2 separate regions of the Sorghum bicolor genome follow, and region 1 is linked to region 2. The links are chromatin contacts, called in public HiCAR-type maps. All regions are on one chromosome and are shown on one strand. Each heading gives the region's core, a stretch centred on a gene start, on an enhancer-like site or on the middle of the called end of the contact. The rest is flanking DNA. Distances are from core to core; before and after follow the strand shown. Region 1 holds the start of LOC8061389 (inactive poly [ADP-ribose] polymerase RCD1). Region 2 holds the start of LOC110436541 (PGR5-like protein 1B, chloroplastic).

Region 1 (5,151 bases), core at 607-3,106, 260 kb before region 2:
AATGAATGAAATAGATACACGAAGAAAACAAGAGGAGAATGAAAGTGTTGTGCGTAAACATTTATTTACAATTATAGTTACAGGGCACAAAATGCATGAGTTATTAACTTTAGAACTTCCCTTGTTGACATATTACTATTTCTTCCTAAAGTAAGTAAAGACCTTTTTCCCCAGTGCCCATATTATTTGATGTTAAAAAGTTATCGACGCTTAATTGAGTCCAGGGAGTTTTCTTGTTTGCAAACCGAATACGACTAGTAAAACAACTCTGCCAGAGTGATTCTTTACCCCACGCAGAGTAGAATTGTGTGTGCTCCACACCATCTCTCTGGATACTGCTGCTCTGGTAGAGCTGATGGCTGGTGCAGCCACACAAGGAGGCAGCAGAAGATCATAAGACACAGAAGCGTGCCAACCCTGCTTCCGCAACAGACATTACCGGCATGTCTGTGTTGTAAAAAAGACCCTTCATATCTTTGGCTCTTCTCTGTGGCCATTTTCCTAGGACACAGAAATGACAGCCACAGCGCTACCCCCGTAACAGTTTGATGGGAGTAAAAGCACCTTGTCATGTTGACGCAAGAACCTCAAATATAGATAGATGACGACGACCCTTGAGGCCCTGACGTGCAAAGCTTGTTATGCTCATTAGGCCAGAATTATAACATTTAACAATAAACTTTCCAAACACTTCCTCTAGAACTTGTACTGCATTAGTTTGCTAATTAAAAGTTGCACGCTGATGACCAGACACCCAAGGTTGACTGTCACTGGTACTTATATTACAGTTAATATAAAACATTGAACAATAAACTTTCCAAACACTTGTCTAAAACTTGTACGACATTAGTTTGCTCATTAACAGTTGCACAGTGACGACCAGACATCCAAGGTTGACTTTCATTAGTACTTACAGTAAATATAGAACATATACTTCACTCAGTTACAGATCACTTGTCCAATTTTTTTTAAACAGTTTCAAATCAGTTGTGAACTTAACCAATATATATAGTATCGTGCGGTGCTGTCCAAAGACTGCACAATACTAGCAAGATCATATATGATACGTCAGCGCTGCTAGAGTCATGCCTAGGTCGATAAGTGCACTAGAATCGTTCATAATTCATCATTGGGTGCAGGAATCGCTTCCCTATTGCCCTATTGCTTTGCTTTGTTATGTAGTCAGCGGGGCGCTGCTAGTGTCAATTGGTCTAGAATGTTGTTCATCCTACCATGAGGCAGCAAACGCATGATGACAGGTAAAGATTAGGAGCACAAACTAGCAACTAGTATACAATAACACAACAGAAACGCCGGCAGGGCGACACTAACTAATAGTACATGATACATCTAATACGCACTAAAAGAATCGCCTCAGAATAGCTTAATTCAATTCAATCGATCCGAATTAGCATACCACATAACAGGATCAACAAGAGACCAAATTAAGGGGAAAGGGAAGGGGAAGGAGGTAAGCAATACCAGTGGTAGGTCATCGGACCCGTCACGCGGAAGATCGGATAGAGATAGTCAGTCAAGCTCAAGCAGCGGAACGGATTGGACCGCAACACAAGAATTCTTCCTCTTGTTGTTTACTCTTGCGGGCTAAATTAAACGGCGCAGCGCAGTAGTAGATGAGGGGAAGTGAAAGATAGGCAAGCAGAAAACCGCGCCCTGGCCTTTTAAGGCGCCGCCACTGCCGGCGTCTTCCTCCTCCCCCCCCCCCCTGCCCCGCGGCGTTCCTGTGGGTGGTGTGGGCAGTCGGCTCCTGCTTTCCCCTCTTCCTTCCTCCCCTGGGTTGGGGTTGCGTTTCCGTTCCGGTGGGCGCAGAGAGAGGAGAGGGGAGAGCGAGCGAGCGAGGCGGCCCCGGGTGCGACTCCCGCGTACATGTAGCGACGGGCCGACACGGGCAGGCGCCGCATCGGGCCGTCCGTTGCGTCCTGTGGGCGGGATCGGACGGCCCCCCCTTTGGTGGGTCCAGGTCGGCCGGCCATCGGTTTGGGGTTTCTTGGAGAGGGGGGCGTGGACGGTGGACTTGGCCCACCGCTTCTGCCGCTTCCGTTTCCGGGAAGCAGGAGCCAGGAGGAGAGGAGAGTGTGATGCTGGCCCACAATTCTTTTTATATAAATAAATAAATAAACAAATGGTATGGTCTTTATATTTTGCTTAACCCAATTGAATACTCTACTATTGTACCAGTGGTTTACCTTTGGTAGACGCGTATGGTTTCATTTCTTCTCTCTCCTCTTTTCTTAGGCCTTATTTAGTTTATGAAATTTTTTAGATTTCGCTACTGTAACATTTTTAGTTTTATTTAATAATTATTATTTAATTATAGACTAACTAGATTAAAAAGATTCGTCTCGCAAATTACAGGTAAATTGTGCAATTAGTTATTTTTTTTATCTATATATTAATGTTTCATGCATGTGCCTCCATATGTGTTTGTACTAATTGTTATGGTCTACAGTTACAACATGAAGGTATGTATGTCTAGATTTGGATTTCTGTTTCAGACAAAGGATTTTGGAACTTTAAACTAAATAATAATAATAATAATAATAATAATAATAATAATAATAATAATAATAATAATAATAATAATAATAATAATAATAATAATAATAATAATAATAATAATAATAATAATAATAATAATAATAATAATAATAATAATAATAATAATAATAATAATAATAATAATAATAATAATAATAATACCAGGGACAGAAATATCAGTCTGTCGTCATGCTTTTCAGTTGGTTGACATAACATGGTACTACTATGAATAGTGAAAGCGAAATCTCAGGAGAAAAATAATAAAATGAAAATGAAATCTGACGTGAAAAATAATTTCTTGGAACCGAGACCTTTTGCCCTTTCCTTCTTATTTTTTTTAAGGTAGCCCGTACCAAAAAAACAAGGCATAGTAGTTGGGCCGGCCCAGCATCTCTGCCGAACAAGAACCAACAAAAGTTATCGACCCATACAAATTAAGGCCCACATCCAACCGTTGCCTTCTCTTACGACGGCGGCGGCTCGCCGCTACAATGACGATCGACGACGACGACGACGACGTGCCACGCCAACCAACTCCAACCAGTGCAACTCCCTCCGTCGTCTCGCCCGTCGCTATCTCGACCGGCACGCGCAGCGCAGACCAAACTCCGGCCGGCCGTCGCCGTCGCCGCCACCACCTCCACCTCCACCTCCACCCACCGATACCCCGGCCGGCCGGCCGACAGCATTCAGGCGGCTCTGCGGCGCCCACGTACTACACTCCTCGCTCATCACCCGGCCGCTCTCCTAGCCTCATGCGTATGCATTGCTTGCCATTCGCCAACATTCGGATAAATTAAATGTGCCAATAATAATTCCGATAGATCTGAATAATTTATGTGTACAGTCCCTTTTCATTAAATTCAATCCTGCCGAACTGCCAGTGCCAAATTGCCAATCACCACTCCACCCACAGTGCTACACAACAAAACACGACAAGGGATATTTTGATATTTTTAGAAAAGTCGTCTTATAAATGGAGGGAGTAGATTTGTTCATCTGGGTAAAACTATTATATAATTTAATCCATTGCCTGCTTCAATTATTTCATGAACTACGTACTCCCTCCATACCTATAATAGGTGACGTTTTAGATCAAGAATCAGTTTTGAGAAAAAAAAAATGACGTTGCCGCCATGAGAGGCTTAAACATGACGCGTTTGTCCCTACACCGCGTGCCTCTTCAGCTGCCGCAAGGCTCGCGCGCTGGCTGCGCATTAAAGGCCCACACCTCTCACTGCTGGCCTTCCGCAAAAAAATACTGCGCTGATTGGGTTCAAACTCTGCACCCCGCACAATGGGACTCACAGGCTGCTGCTCTAGCCACTTGGGTTCAACAACTTTCTTGTTTGAAGAGCAGTCATGACTCTGTTTATTTAATAGGGGTAGAGATAGAAAAATACCTTCTAATTAATCACTCCTTTGTAAGCACAATCATGTCCTAAACGTCAAGAATTTCAGGTATGAAGGGAGTACCTAGGCTAAAAAACAGAAACATTCACTTTACAACATCGTCCGACATGAAAAAAAAGGTGTCTCTTACCAGAACAAGATCTGGTTATGACCTCAATTCGGCGCTGCTATGCCCACAAGCCCCATCGGGAGGTTCAATTAGTGGATCCAATCGACAATATTGAAACAATTAGCGGCAACAATGCACCACTGCCCATGACTATAGGTCGAGTAGGTAGTTAGCTAGATTCGAGTTCTAAATTTAATGTGGTGCTCACATTTTTTCTAGATTCTACTAGGTGTGGCTATTCTTTTAACTGTAGGTGATAGGTCCGTCAACAATGAACTAATGTTTCATAGGTGCTTATAGGAGTTAGGTGTGTGTGCGCGCGCGCGTTCATGGACTAGAGGCTTCCTAAGGAGCTCATAATCTTTAATTATACTTGATCAAAATATTATGTTTTCATTGAAATTGTTAGTCAAAGTTTAATGTTGTAGACCATTTCAATGTCCTAAACGGCTTAGAATGAGGGGATTGGTACGTTTTACAAATATTTTAATTAAAAAACAATAGTCACTTATTTGTGCCTAAAGGGAATAATTTGGGAACATAATATATTGGTATAAATTTGTCTTGAAAGAAACTTTTACAAAGTATACCTCTGCATATTTTATAATTAAATATTTTGTACTAGAAAATATGGTAGCTTTTGTGACTGGATGCAGTTGCATAACTTGCATGTGAACATAATAATCATGGTCCAGATATGCATGCGCTCTGGTGATTATGTTTGTTTTCATGGCAAATGCCGAAATGCGTCAAAAGCTGCATGCATGTGGTTGCTTCTTCACTGCTCCTCCGGCCTCTGTCTGCAAAGCCCACAGAGATCACAAGAGAGTGAGCGAGAACGCGAGCATCGCCAATTGTACATCTTCCTGCCGTATGTGGCAGTTCCTTTGTCGCTTGATGAGTCACATCGGACCACTCACTCTGACTACTTTGCAATGTGGGGCGAACCCGCGTGTGCACCCATATATCATGCAGAGATCACCCGCCTATTCTTGTTTACACACATATAGGAACAATAATATAGTAATAAATTAGTATTATCATATACCATTTGATGCCGTTTCAAAACA
Region 2 (5,284 bases), core at 603-3,102:
ATTCTTTCAACATTTCTTGGACTAAGTAGTGGAGCTTTAGAGAGGGGGTGTGTCAGAGGGGCAATGGTCAGGATGTATCTCATATTTGGTCATAGATTAGTAAGAGATTGGATAAGAAATAAGGTACTTGAATCAGGTGGACACTGACCTGGAACACATTGATCTCAAAACCAGTCAATTCATCAATGAAAAAGAACCTAAATGCAAGGAAAGTAATGTTAGATATTCATCAAGATGGTGAACAAACACAACAAATTAAAGCCTACTAGCTTAAGTAAGTAAAAGAATAAGTGGAACAGTCATAGATATATAATAAAAGAAGATTTAAGTATAAGGATGAAGGATCCAAGAATGAGGATGAACTCACAGTCCCAGAGCTACAGTGGTGGCTGGAACATTTAGCAGGAACATCTTTAGGTAGTCAACATTCAAGTCGCTGTACACCTGTACCATATAGGACGCGTATTAGAATACTTGCACAGAGTAAAAGGTAATCAGCCTGCCATTGGAATACATCCATAACTCCGATTCTGTTGTAATAGATATAAACCAATTATTTACCTTATGACTCCTTAGACTGCACCTGGGACCCTCCATCACAATGACACTGCCGTCTGTCTAACGAAGGTGATGGAACAGCATAGCAGAGAACTTGATCAGCGAACATGGATATGAAGTGTGTGTATATATATACATCATCCTTGCAAGTACATACACAGGATGGAAGGAGAGGCCCAACCTTTAATTTGAGTTTGAGTTGGTCGAATTCAGCATCAGACATGATGGGGCTGCCAGCGGCATAGGCCATGGAAGCTTCCAGAAGCTTTTGCTCATCTTCGCCTGGAAACAGCACACAGGAAAGTAGTAATTTGTATCGACGCCACACCTTGGTTAGCATTAACTTTTGTTGCAAATTAAAGACTTGAGCACACAGGCTATATATTAGTAGTGGAGCAAATAAAATAAAGATGGTTACTTAGCATGACGACGCTGCTCCCCTCCCACATGAGCTCCTCCTTGAGGTTGTCAAACTCCTCGCTGGACATGATGGCCTTCTGGTCAAAGTAAAAGGCCTGTTTCGTTGGAGGGAACGGACGCTCAATGATCACAAAGAGTTAAGGTGAAAATCCTGTATGTATGTATGTATGTCCTTGTTGACAGTAGGTATGGACAGAGTAATAAATGAAACCTGACAGGCTTGCAGGAACTCCTGCTCCATCTCTCCGAGCGTCTTCTTCTGCTTCCTGTCGATGTTGCAGTAGGGGAGGATGTTGCTGTCCACCACCTCGTCGTCTTGTTCCTGAACCTGGCCTGGCCGAAGCAAAGCCACAGCCACAGCAAGCAAAGCAGTTATCATGAGATGGAGTGCGTGATTAAGTCGAACATGTGGAGTGCACCCGTTGAAGGATACCTTGCTGGTCGGTGGCGCGAAGACGGCGGCGGACGCGCAGCAGAGGCAGGGCGCCGCGAGCAGGGCGGGGGCGGGGAGAGAAGAAAGAGGCGGTTGTGGTGGCAGGTGGGTTGGAGCGGAAGCGAGGTGGTGCGTTGGTGGAGAGAGATGGGAGGCGAGACGCCGGCGATAGCCACACCTCGGACGCCATGCCAAGCGCGTTGCGATCGAGGCAAGCAAGCGACAGTGATGAGCAGGCGAGCGAGCTAGCTGGAGGGGAGAGAGAATGTGTGTGTGGTGAGGTGAGGTGAGGTGAGGTGAGGTGAGGTGTGGTGTGTGGATGGGCGGAACGGCGGGATAATGAGAGAGTATGATTGGTGGGAAGGAGCTCACTCCTGCGACTGCGACTGCGAATGGGATGTGTGGAGGAGGAGGAGGAGGGAACAAGAAGAAGATCCATCCCCGCTGCTGCTGCTGCTGCTGCTGCTTCGTCATGAGATTTCTCGACGCTCGATCGCTTGTCGTGTGGTGGGAGCTCACTGCTGATCCTATGGATTTTTTTTCCTTTTTCAGAAATTTGGCACCAATTGAGAGCGATAATATTTGGAGTGCCAGCGCGCCTCCTCGTGTGTTCGTGTAGTGTAGTGTAGTTTAGACCGGTTGCGGCTAGCTAGCTGCCAACATATATGTAGTGTGTGTAGCTGACGTAATATTTCTCTTCCAAGTTTTAGTCACCAATGATATGACGGGTTATTTGGATTCTCTCTGTCCCTCTCGGGCCTCTCGAATTAATATCCTGGTGCTTCTTGTGGCTATTTTTATGTTTTTTTTATTGTTTGTTCTGAAGCATTTAATTAGCATGGCTTTAGTGTAGTTTCAGTCGTTTGGTGCTCTGTTCACGAAATGTACCAAAAACATGAAAACCAGCCTCTAGACCCCGAAGTCCAAAGGCCTCAGAATATCTTGAAAGTCATACCAAACATGTTGGAATAACCAAAAGGTGTAAGCATACAATCGTACCTTTTTGATCATTAGTTTGCCTCCTGATGCGTGCCCTAGTACCAAAATAAAAACACCTGAGCACATATCACTCGCGACCACCATGGTGCTACAAACACATTCCTCTAGTGACTTAAACTTCACACCATGGACTCAAACATGCAAAGTGACCAATCCATCGTCTATAACACCAAAGCAATGCATCATCTGGATCTCGAAACTAGCTAGCTCAAAGAAACATTCAGTTAGGCACTAGATATCTAGGATTTGAGTACTGAATGGTACATCTATCTGAGTTACCTAGCTAGTGGTTATCAGTACTCCCAAAATTGCTAGAAATTCATGAGCTATATATAGCTCACGGAATGTGAAATTAACCCAACAAGTATATCACACGTACGCCTCAAAACTCCTTGAGGTCCATGTGTGCTTACAAATTCATGTCAGGCATGCTTGAGCGAGCCAAAAGGATGGAAGTAGCCTTCATATCCTATGTATTCTTCCTGATGCCTTGATATGTCAAAAACACCCAGGGAAGTACGTACATGTCATTTGCGGTCAGGAAAGGGAAAGAAACAAATGTCACTGACCTTCTTGAATACAGCCTCTGGGGTCTGGGCTGCATAATAGTCGACTAGTCTAGGGTCTCTGCATGGGGATCTCCATTAGATGAGGATCATATCGTCAGTAAAGAGGCAAAAAAGACAGAAATGGAGCGCAGTTGATTAACATTAGATTTTGGACGTCGTAGGGACTCGATCGTAGCAACCAGAGGCCGGGGCAACAGCAAATTTGTTTTGAAAGAAATTCGATCAAGTGCACTGTACTTATACTGGAGTAGTTCACCATGCGGCAAAGCAGTTACGCATATATTATTAGGAGGTTACGAGACATATATATATATATATGCGGGATATATACTAACGCTAGCAAGCAATACTAGCTTATACTGTACTAATATAAGTAATTAAAGCAATATAATAATGCGCGCGATTGCAATATCTTGTGGTTTCGAAGACGACAACTACTTCACCTCATGAATCGTCTCCTTCAATTCCCTCGATCGCCTCACCTCCACGACTACTATACTACTCTCGCTGTCGAGACGCATTGCACCCTCCGCCCTTGCTTCACCTCTCTCGCTTGATCGGTGCCGGCCGGCACCCTCTCTCTGCACCTGCAGCAGGCAGCCCGCGCGGAGACGACGACGATGGGGCTCGTCTCCGGGATGGTGGCGGGGCTGCTTCTGGGCGTGGCGCTCATGGCCGCCTGGAGCAGGATGATGCGCCGCCGCACCGCCAAGCGCGTCGCCAAGGTAACCTACTGGCTACTGGCACTGCACGCCGGTTGGTTGTTTATTACTATATATTTGTTGGCAATCTATCTATCTATCTATCTATCTATCTAGGAATTGAAGCAGTATATAAGTATTCATTCATTTGATTAATTTCATACCGTACCCAACCCACTAGTCTATATATCTGTAGTACACATGCTTCAAATAAAATGCCGGTTATTTATTTGCTCTTTAGGTTTAGGTGCCTGATGAATGAATAATACCCCTTGGTCGTCAAACCAAACTTTTTTTATGTAGCGCTAATTTTATGCTTTGAAAATTTAGCGGATGTATATAGCCCGGTATATGTTCATATTTCTCCTCAACAGGCAGCTGACATCAACATCCTTGGCTCACTCTCAAGAGACGATCTAAAAAAACTATGTGGTGACAATTTTCCTGAATGGGTGTCGTTTCAACAGTTTGAGCAGGTGAACGAAGCAACTGCACCTATATATGTTCTTTCTTATGAAAAATAATATTTAAACCTTATGTTCTGAAAGAGAAGAGTTTGTTTCAATCCTTTGCATCCTTCATGGCTACTTTATTTTAAAAATACGCCTCTATTTGGATGATCTCTGTCTATCTGTCATCGGTCCCTCCATTCAAACTGTTTGACTAATTTGTTGCTATTTTCATGTTGACTCATCAAAGAGGTTTTGTCTGTGGAGTATGGACAAAAATTTTTGGGGGGCAATGCAATTCTCTTTGAATTAAAACAGTTTTAAAAATCTTGTCTTTTGCTATAACTGCAATTATAAACCTACTGTTCATATGCACAAAGGTCAGAGCCTGAAATATAATGCGTGCTACTATGTTTCATAACTTATTGGACATGAAATTTGTTGCTCTACAGGTAAAGTGGCTGAACAAACACCTAAGCAAACTCTGGCCTTTTATAGCACAGGTATAAAAAAAAAGGAACTCGATACAAAATAATTTCATTTATTTTACTTACATCGATTCACCAACAGCCAAATTTCCAATTCATTTTGCACTTGGGACTGTTGAATCTATCTTTATGGCAATTTCTCTTTTCTACTTTGTATTAGGCTGCAACGTTGGTTGTCAAGGAATCTGTTGAACCACTACTCGATGATTACCGCCCTCCAGGAATAAAATCGCTGAAGTTTAGCAGATTTTTCCTTGGAAATGTGCCACCAAAGATAGAAGGTTGCTCTCTATCTAACCTAAACATATGAGGCAGTATAGAATTGGAGGAGTTTAAATTTACTTTTATCTTTTAATTATGAAGGTATTCGTATCCAAAACCTCCAGCCAGGCCAGATCATCATGGACATTGATTTTCGGTGGGGTGGAGATCCAAGCATAATCCTAGCTGTTGATTCCATTTTTGCTTCATTGCCCATTCAGGTTTCAGATGATATTAATTTGTTCAGCCATACATACATTGTTAGGAGCAACATGACCGTTCGGATGTACGTACTATTGAGTAATGTTAACTTTTAGATGAACCTACATATTTTCAGCTCAAGGATCTCCAGGTATTCACGGTCGTACGTACTATATTTCAGCTTTCTGAAGAGGTCCCCTGCATC

What was found. HiCAR-type assays count read pairs that join an accessible place to other places.
Region 1: a contact with region 2 is called in a HiCAR-type map of leaf, with 7 times the contacts expected there. The contact joins the promoter of LOC8061389 here to the promoter of LOC110436541 in region 2. A contact is called at or near these places in 1 of 4 Hi-C or Micro-C datasets (leaf mesophyll) and 1 of 1 datasets of contacts at active chromatin or transcription factors (leaf).

The regions. Positions count from the first base shown.
Region 1 is chr1:681,357-686,507 of Sorghum_bicolor_NCBIv3, reverse strand. It overlaps LOC8061389 (inactive poly [ADP-ribose] polymerase RCD1), which reads right to left and starts at 1,856. Exons shown (of 8, transcript XM_021457901.1): 1 at 1,483-1,856; 2 at 289-622.
Region 2 is chr1:417,906-423,189 of Sorghum_bicolor_NCBIv3, reverse strand. LOC110436541 (PGR5-like protein 1B, chloroplastic) reads right to left here and starts at 1,852. Exons shown (of 11, transcript XM_021463789.1): 1 at 1,412-1,852; 2 at 1,190-1,311; 3 at 977-1,073; 4 at 740-840; 5 at 562-618; 6 at 368-444; 7 at 149-197. The coding sequence starts at 1,850. LOC8059253 (synaptotagmin-5) reads left to right here and starts at 4,326. Exons shown (of 9, transcript XM_021463802.1): 1 at 4,326-4,632; 2 at 4,778-4,898; 3 at 4,981-5,099; 4 at 5,216-5,284. The coding sequence starts at 4,528.